Regions from separate parts of the Rattus norvegicus genome. Here region 2 is linked to region 1. Evidence: chromatin contacts called from public Hi-C data. All regions are on one chromosome and are shown on one strand. The core of a region is the stretch at or near the end of the contact, and the rest is flanking DNA. Distances in the headings are between cores, read along the strand shown.

Region 1 (4,804 bases), core at 1,212-3,711:
CCGTCCTTGGTGAGGCGATCATGCGAGCACGCCCATTCTCCAGTCAGTCTTTTCCGGACTCGGCCATCAGCGGGAGGCGGGACGAGCCGGAGACCGCGTCCTCTACCGAGCAGGTAAGAAACCCAACCTCTGAGGCTGTCCTCCACTAGGGTAGCTACACAGCTCAGTCCCGCGGAGAAGGCACTTGCGCGCCTGGAGGATGAAAGCAAACAGAGACCAAGCGAGGAGGGGGCGTGGTCCCAGCGCGCGTTCCCGCCCCCGCCGGAGCTTCCAGCTGATTGGGAGCAAGCTGCGCAAAGGCTGCTGGGACGCGGGTTATCTTGGAGCGTGTAAAGTTGGGGAAAACTGGCATTTGAGTACTGTTGTCATACTCTTGTCTTCTGGTTTCACAACTTTGTGGTTTTGCACCGCACACCATGAGCACCTTATTGAAATCTGTGAGCCGAGGTGTGTCCTTAATCACAGATGACACCGAAATTGCTTGTCAAGAGATAATCTTATTAACACCGCAGCTGCTCCTGTCCTCTGCCTGGTTTATACTTATTTGTTCCAGTTCGGTATCACTAAGATCGTTAGAGCCATTAGTTAATAATTAATGCATGATTGCTTAAATTTTATCGAAGTAATAGTGTTGGTTGTTTTTCTACTTACTGGTTCAAAGCTAAGCCTGCTTGACCCTGGTATCGCACACTGTGTAGACAATAGTCAATTCATGGTACCTTACATGGATTCTTTTCTCAGAAGAATTACTGGCAGAACACTGTATGAAGTACAGAATGAACTCTGATGGGAATAAATCATTTGTTTTCTTTTAAGGATCAGTCTTCAACTGGCCAATTTTGCCATTTGGCAAAGAGAAAAATCACTGGGCAAGTTACTGCCTTGCAGTTCAAGGTACGGCATGCCATGCTTCTCTTGCCTGTTACAGATTCAGCAGAAATGTTGTGACTCCTTCTTCCAAGGCCAAAAGTCACTGCTGTTCCAATATAAGGATCCCAGCCAGCAGCTGTAATTTATACAACGTACCCTGTGTGGACTTTGAGCATGTTAATTATACATACTCTCTTATTTTTGTTGGCAGTATGCTTGGAAGTTTCTCTGTTGGATATTTTGGTGAAATTTGGCATCATAGAGCCAGATGTGGTGGCTCGCACATTTAATCCCAGCACTTGGAAGGCTGAGGCATATGGGTTTCGGTGGGTATGAGGCCAGCCTGGTCTACCTAGTGAGTTGAGTTGTTTCAGGATAGTCAGGGCTATGTAGAGAGACCCTGCCTCAAAAAGAAAGAAAGAGAGAAGGAAGGAAGGAAAGAAAGAAAGAAAGGAAGAAAGAAAGAAAGAGAGAAGGAAGGAAAGAAAAGAAAGAAAGAAAGAATTTTATTATTCAAAGAAAGACTAAATCTTAGAAAAAATACTAGTGATTGAACCTAGGACTTTGTACTTATTAGTCAAGTACTCTACCCTGAACTACATCTCAGGCCCTAAATTTTAACTTTCTTAAAAAATAAAACACAGAGGTTAGAGAGATGACTCAGTGTTTAAGAGCAGCGGCTGCTCTTCCAGAGAACCTGAGTTCAATTTCCAGCGACCACATGGTGGCTCACGACCACCTGTAATTGCAGTTGTTCCAACAGAGCCGATGCCCTCTTCTGGCCTGTGAGGGCACCGGGCACACACATATTATGCAGACATACATGCAGGCAAAATAGCCACACACATGTAATAAAGTAATACTAATAATAAAGGTAGCATTAGTGACCTGTTCTCCACCCAGCAAACCCAGGCTTCAGAGTTTAGATAGTGATTGCTTTAGGAATCCAGCTTTGGGATGATGAGGAGTGGCTTGACAGCTTTCTTCCTTCCGAGGGGTGAAGATAATCTCTAGGGAGCCAGGTGATTTAGAAAGAGTTGTAGGCAGGGTGTGGTGAGGCAGGCCTATGGTACCTGTACTCAGGAGGCCAAGACGGGATCTCACGTTTAAAGCCAGCCTGGGCAACAGAGTGAGACCCTGTCTCAAAAATAAATGAGTTTTTTAAGAGTTATATATAATATGTATAGAGAAGATTCAAAAGAAGGCAGTTTCTATAGGCAGTGACTCCATGGGTCCCCAAATTTTGATTTTTATCTCAGTCAGTTCACAAAAACACTAGGAATCCTTGTGCTCGTGTTTAAACATAACCTGGCTGGACCTGTGAAGAGCAATCCGTTCTTTACCAAAATGAAGCGCTTGGTCATCAAAGGAAGAATTAGGGTCATTTGTTCTCCTGACTTCATTTTGTTGTCATGGCAAATGCTATGAGTAAACGCATGTCCGGGGAGGGCAAAATTTATTTTTTTCTTACACTGCCATGACACAGACCATCTTTGAGAGACAGTTGTCAGGGTAGGAACTCAAGGCAGGAACCACAGAGGAACCTACTTGCTGACTCCCTCTCTCTGGCTTCTCCCAGACCCATGCTTAACTAGATTTCTCATGCAGCCCAGGCCCTCCAGCACTGGTTAATAGTCATCTTCATTCGTCCCTCGAAGACGTGCCCACAGACCAGCCCAACGTGAGTTACTTGATGGGGACTCATTTCTCAGGTGATTTTAGGCTGTGTCAAGTAGAATGGCTAAAAGTGAAATTGGCTGACAATTAATAGAAAATGGAAGCTGAATACTTCTGTTATGTGGGTTGAGCCAGCATCTTGTGCAAGCCAGTGTTACTCTACCACAGGGTTACTCTAGTATTATAGTGTACTCTACCACTATAGTATTATAGGATTACGAAGTCTGCTTTACTAACCCTGGCCAATGCTAATTTTCTTTCTTATCTATACCACTATAGCAGTCGCCTAGTAGCTTAGTGTAGTAGCCTGCTTTTCTGTGTTAAGATGAGGTTTCACAAAGCTGTCCTCCGGGTGGGCCTTTCCATGTTCTCCGAGTAACTGAGATTACAGCACTGTGCCACCTGCAATCAAAAAGCCAGGAGTAAAAAATAAAAACAAAACTTATATAAAGCACTGTTTTTCAAAACAGCGCTTAAGGGGTTGGGGATTTAGCTCAGTGGTAGAGCGCTTGCCTAGCAAGCGCAAGGCCCTGGGTTCGGTCCCCAGCTCTGAAAAAAAGAACCAAAAAAAAAAAAAAAAAAAAAAAAAAAACCAGCGCTTAACACCATACTGCCGGAAATGTGCTAAAGGAAACATGTCGACAGAAATAATGTAAGAAAATGGCTGGTTGGGTAAAACTGGTTAAGTTGACTTTGTTTACTTCTCCTGAATTTTATGAACTGTTCAGTAGCAAAGCTTAGAGATAGGCTTGAAGCAAAAAAAAAAAAAAAAAAAAAAAAAAAAGAGTAAACAATAAAAAACAAGTTTACGCTATGAAGTTCTCAGGGACAGGTTAGTAATAACTCAGTGGTGAAGGTTGAAAGGCTCTGAGCCTCTTTTCCTAGTGCCCTCTGACCTAGAGAACACTGGATTCCTGCCCGAAGCCTGAACTTTGCTTAGCAGTGTAACGCACCCATGACCTGGCACTGAGGCCATAAGCAATGTGGGAAGAAAATAGGGAGAATCCGCTTTTCCTGCTTTATCTATTTTTTTCTTTTTAAGGTAAAATTGAGAGAGTTTGAACACTAGCAGTAACCACCACAGTGATTTTCTTTCTCATATATAAAACGGTGACAATTCTAAGTGTGGTTCGAAGGGGTGGGATGGCTCGGCAACACAGTGTTTCTCCTTGGAATAAACCTGCAAAGCTCCCAGGGTGTGGGGTTGGACTGGGGACAGTTCGTAATGAAAGACTTAAGTCCAAAAACTTGTTTCTTCACAGTAGTCTTTGAGCTCCTCCTTGGGGCTTATCCACAACTTGCTGATTTCTTAGAGTTAATATTTATGATATCTTTCAGATGCATGGAAGGATCAGGAGTTACTCCATACCCATAAACCAGCCACTAGTCCATAAATACACAAATGCCCCCTCCCTGACTGCATCTCCATTCCAATCCCATAGAGGAAGCCATTCCTTTGAATTTAATGTTTCTCATACCTGCATTATCCACTTTGTATAGGGTCTTAATCTATTTCTGTTGTTGTAAGAGAGTGCATGAGAATAGGAATTAATTTTTCGCTCTGTAGTGCTGGGAAGGCAGTTGCTCTACTTCTAAATTAGATCCCTCTCCTTTCCCCTCCTTTTTATTTTGAGACAGGGTCTGTGAGTTTCCCAGGCAGGCCTTGAACTGATGATCTTTTGGCTTTAGCTTCCCAAGCAGTGGGGATTATGAAGTCTGCTTTACCAGCCATGGCCAATGCAAAGTAATTTACAAAGATGCTTCTTTTTGCCCACTTGTCTAGCAGCTCAGAAGTCTAAGAGTCCATTGCTAGCATCTGTTTTTGGTGAGGACCTCATTGCCCACTTGTCTAGCAGCTCAGAAGTCTAAGAGCCCATTGCTAGCATCTGTTTTTGGTGAGGACCTCAGAGCAGAGAGGCCAGCAGATATATGAAGAAGAGAAACAGCAGGCCAAACTAGAGATGGCTAATTCCTCCCTACAGCAAAAGTATTCATGAAGATGGGTGGTTCAGACGTCTCCCAGGAGACCCACCTTCCAGCATGGCTGTGTTGAGGGTTCCAACACATGATCTAAGGGAACATGTTCAAACAGGAGCAGACGGTTAGGTTACTTACTTTTCGGGGTATGAATAATATGCTCTGAACGTATGTTTGTCACCTATGTGAGAGTTCCTGTGTATAATATGGGAATGGAGCAGTTTTATCAGAGGTTGTCAAATTGTTCTCCAAAGCCATAAGAACGTCATGTCATCATTAT
Region 2 (4,804 bases), core at 1,465-3,964, 290 kb after region 1:
CTCTGTCATCACGCCTAGACTCCCACCCTCTTCCCCAGTCTCTCTGGCTCCATAGTGTTGCAAGCGGTGTTCACTCTTTCCAGCCCAAGTTCTCGTACATGTTGTTATTTCTGTTTGGAATCACCTCCTAGCCCCAGCTCTTGCTTTTGCACTGAGAACTATCTCATATGTCACCTCTGACAGAGGTCGCCTCCTCTGGAGCAACCTGGGAGCCTGTCATGTTGTGGAATCATCATCAGGCATCACGCCTGTCTCCTACTCGACAGTGAAGTCCCTAATGCTGCCTTCAGTTCTGTTTTTCTAACCCCTAACAAAGAGTACTTGACTTATAATTGATGTTCAATAAATCATTATAAATTAGAAAAAGAAAACTGGACTGGGAATGTAGATTAGCGGGTAGAGTGCTTGACTGGTACACATGAAGCTCTGAGTTCAGTCCTCAGCATTATGTAAGCTGGGCTTCCTGGTACACGTAGAAGGCAGAGTTGGTCATTGTTCTTGGCCACATAACAAGTTCAAAGCCAACCTGGGACCCTGTCTGAAACAAAACAAAACCCTGATTCTCCTTAAACTCATTTATATTTCAGACCAAAGGAAGAAGTCAGAGGTCATTGGGTTTCAGAAGGGCCAGTGTGGTTGAGAGCCTAGGACATGGAGATGATTTTGTGTCCTAAGATGGGGTCCCAAGACAATCTAGATCCACAGGAAACAAACATGTTGTTGTTTCTACTGTTTTTTAGAAGTGTTGCTACCATGGACTCTGTCACAGAGTTTGGAACTCACTTATTTAATTAACAAGAATGTTTTAAGTTCCAACTGGGCCGGGTCTTTAAACATGAAGACATAGCTTGTTTCCCCATGGGGCTGGTAGTGGCATGGGGAATGGTAATGGGGTTTGGTTTTGATTTGATGCTGTTGTTGACTTAAGCCCTCTGGAAGTAAAGGGTTCTTTGGAGAGTGTTGCAGGGAAGCTCAGCCAACCAATGTCAAGTCTGTTCCAAGAAATTTTTAGATTTTTTTTTTCCTGAAGAAAAACAATGCCCAAAGCTCACCCAAGAGATTAAATATAGATGACTTCCTCCTACTATGGGAACAAAACATGTTTTTAAACAAATGGCACATTAACTTAACGGAGAAATAAGAATATCCAGAAGCCAGATACTTACAGAATTTAAACCATGGACTTCTGATATACCTCAGTCACCAGGAGTTAGTGTGATTTTTCTCTTTAGAGGTGCAATCTGTCCCTGGAGTCTATAAAAATCATGGACCAGACTTTTTGTATGGAGATAAAATGAGAGAGATGTTTGCTTAGTAATGGAAGATGGAGGGGACCCAGGATGGGCACACTGCCCCAGAGGTCAGGCTTTAGGTAATGCAAACTTGTGTTCAAGGTGCAAATGACACAGGTCTGTGTACCTGGTCAGGTTCTGGAAAGGATTGCAACATGTAGACAATGCCAGCAAGTGAACCTGGGTCGGTAGTCAAAGGAATTTAGGATGGATACTATAGACAGAACTGCCTTAGAAGCAAAAAGCAAAGAGCAGATGAGATTGCCCAAAACTCTCTTCCGGGTGCCATCCACATGGCTCGGTGATGTGAGCAGCTACTCTCCTCTATGTTCGCTCTAAGACCCAGGAATAAATGAAAAGGAGAATCTGAGAATGGCCATTTTCTTTTTAATAATCAAAGCATTGTGAATTATTGACCCCACATCTTTCCTCCCTGTGTCCACATCCTCTGCTGTCTACATTTCCTGGATGTATTTATTTGTGTGTTCTAATCTAGACTTGTTCTTTGGCCGGTGGAAAACAGGAACAATTGCTGGCATGGCTGAGGGGAGCCTAGATCTCACAGGGATAAAGCCTTGCCACTCTTGTATGTCCCCCATCATAAGAAGAGCTTAATCTAGATAGCCGCTGCCCTCTACCTACGAGAAACATACATGATTGACACCATGTATGTGAAGAGCTGAGCTGGATTCTTAGCTGACAGCAGTTGATGTCAACTATACTCACAGAGTCAAAGCTCAAACAAAAATGAGTGATTGTAGTTTAAGTCACTGTTTGATTCCCTACACAGCAATGGCCAACTGATACAAAACCACCCTATTGGTATACCACAGCATCTTGACCCGTATCTCTTTTCTTCTTTCCTATTTGCTCATGTAGCTTCTCTGGGTCCTGATTGGGTATCTGTGTAGCAGTGATGAAAAAGTCCAATTTGCTGGTCACCCATGTGGTGGACATTGAAATGAAGGGAGACAGATTAGAGTTGCACTTGGTATTCGTGTGTTTTAGTTGGTTTTGTGAATTCACATCTTCATAGGTTATTACTTTCCTTGTTCTTCCCTCCTTGATGCCCAGCACCGATGCTTCTAAACACAGAGGTGACAGTCTTGGACAGACAGCTTCACCAGCTTCCTTTATTTCTCAGTAAATTCATTTTTCTGAATTGTTCATTACAGAAATGCTTCCCTGACCAAACCCTGTCTGATAGCTAGCTATCTCTTTGAGACGTCCCTGAAGGTATGTTTACTGTTGTTTAACAAGGCAGTGAAACCATTCAAAGTGCAGAATCCTCTGTCAAACTTCATAGTCACTACAGCTGTGAGCATTGTGACTCTGAGCCACCACCCTTCCCCACCCCCACTATCTTCTCAGAACGTCTTTGTGGGAGGGTCCTGGCCAAGAGAGAATGAGTATTGAATGATGAAATCATCACAGGGAAAAAAAAATCAATTCTGGGCTTTGGAACACAGATGGGTGGGGTTAACCACAGATTTGTCATCTGATTTTAAATTCAAAGCAGCAGGAGTTCCCTGAAAGGAAAAGAGAAAAATAACTTTATTTACTGCAATATTGCTATTTTCCTAGTTTCTCAGAACAGGTTGTACAGACCAATACAAATGTTATGAAGGTGGAGTCAGATGGAAACAGAATCATAACAAGAGGATGTTATGCTCGAAGCTCAGCGCCAAGGGGGCCCAGCCCCCTGTGAGGTGGTCTCGGAGCAGCGAAAACAAACTCCATGTGCACACAGGACAAACAATCTCAGACTCAGACCTGGGAGCTGAGGAAGTGACTCATTTTCAGGAATGAGCCCCTTTGGAGGCTGACAGACATTCCTTTTATTTTCCCCTTGTGACTTGGCCACTGGGAGATGCTGCTGCAGCCAGCCCAGCCGCGTCCGCTGGCACTCCGGCATTTACTGGGAAGACACTGGCCTCTCTTCCCCCATGTTGTCTGATCTTTTCGCTCTAGGCATCCCACTTGTCCTTAATGGTAGCCATGCTCTAAAATCAACGAACTTCTTGATGTGTGGAAGAAACTACGAGGGGGCATCCTCTTGTGAGAAGGAGCCATTTTGAGAGACTTTGGGGTTGAAATGCTGTGCCTGAGTTCCTCCACAGAGGCACTGAACAGAGCATCCTCAAACACAGTCGAGTTCCCAGGTAGAGGCGGGGGCAGGTCGGTAGGAAATGTCTGTAACCTAGAAGCAATGGCTAAGGCCAGGATCACAGCTGGGGAGGGCTGGAGGTTTCCAGGGGAACCAAGGCAGGAGACGTTGGGAGCAGAGCTGACAGGTCTGAAGGAGCACCACCAGAGGTTCTGACTGGTGCAACATCACCTTCTCCTCCTACTAAGTGTGTCTCATCACCAGGGCTCTTGAGATGTGTCACCAGGGAAAGCAGGTCCCCGGGTACATGATACAGAGAGAACAGTGTTCATAGTTGCGGTGTTCCTAATAGTTCTAATCATGACAGTAAGCTAACAATTTCAACTGCAGAATGGATCAGAAAGTGCTGGTGCATTATTTATAAGCCAACTGAGGCTGAATTCTACAGTGCGATATACGCTTTCTAGGTTCACCAACCAGGCAACTTAAACCAAAAGACTTTACAGACATGGGGGTTCTCTGTGTGGCCCTGACTGTCCTGGAACTCACTCTGTAGACCAGGCTGGACTTGAACTCAGAGATCCACCTGCCTCCATCTCCTGAGTTTTGGGATTTAAGGCGTGCACCGCCACTGCCTGACACAACCAAAAGAAAATTTTAAATTAAAAAAAATCTTTTCCAAAACACCCTCTCTAGCCCATGTTGGTTCCAACTCTCTATGACGAACAGGATGACATTGAACTTCTGGTCTTCTGGTCCCCACTTTCCAAGTTCTGGAATTGTAGGCAAGGGCCACCATTCCTCATTCACGTGGCGCTAGGGATCAAACCCATGACTTTGCACACGCTAGATACTGTACCAGAAGAGTTACATCCCCAGCCTAGAAATCACTCTATCAGTTTTGTGAGCTAGAAGATTGAAATGAAGGATCAGCAGAGGTGGTTCCCACTGGAGCCTCTAGGAAAGTGTCTGTTCCCTCCCTTCCCCCTTCCGGCAGCAGGTGGCAACCACTGTGTTGGCATTCTGTCTGGTAGCTCTGTGGTAGTTCTCCCCTCACCTGGTCCACGGGGTCTTCTCCCTCCTGTTTATGTTCATACAGTCTTTCCATCAGGAAAGGAGTAGTGTCTGTTCCTGGTTGTCAACTTGACTATATCTGGAATGAACTACAATCCAGAACTGGAAGACTCACCTCTGATCCTGATCTCGAGGCTGGGAGATACAAGTTTCTGAGTGGATCTTGGCATGGAGATCTTGAGGCAAAGTGACTATGAATCCGAGGAGCTTAAGGCAAGGAGATTTCTGAGATCAAGATCACCTAGGACAAAGCAAGTCCCAGACCCAGGCATGGTGGTACACACCTTTAATCTAGGACACACCTTCTGCTGGAGATTTACATAAGAACATT

What was found. A called contact is a pair of places that touch in the nucleus more often than the background predicts.
Region 2: a contact with region 1 is called in a Hi-C map of liver, with 5 times the contacts expected there. The contact joins the enhancer-like site here to the promoter of Btd in region 1. A contact is called at or near these places in 4 of 12 Hi-C or Micro-C datasets (the A7r5 cell line, Schwann cells, liver and 1 more).

What each region holds. Positions count from the first base shown.
Region 1 is chr16:6,869,470-6,874,273 of GRCr8, forward strand. Btd (biotinidase) reads left to right here and starts at 2,462. Exons shown (of 4, transcript NM_001012047.2): 1 at 2,462-2,551.
Region 2 is chr16:7,161,692-7,166,495 of GRCr8, forward strand. No RefSeq gene overlaps it. Among named protein-coding and RNA genes, the nearest start is that of Galnt15, 69 kb to the right of the region's middle. Within about 2 kb of position 2,715, at least 28 of the 93 cell types and tissues checked have an H3K27ac peak or open chromatin away from gene starts, as enhancers often do. A contact at or near this core is called in the A7r5 cell line, Schwann cells and liver, where this site is marked.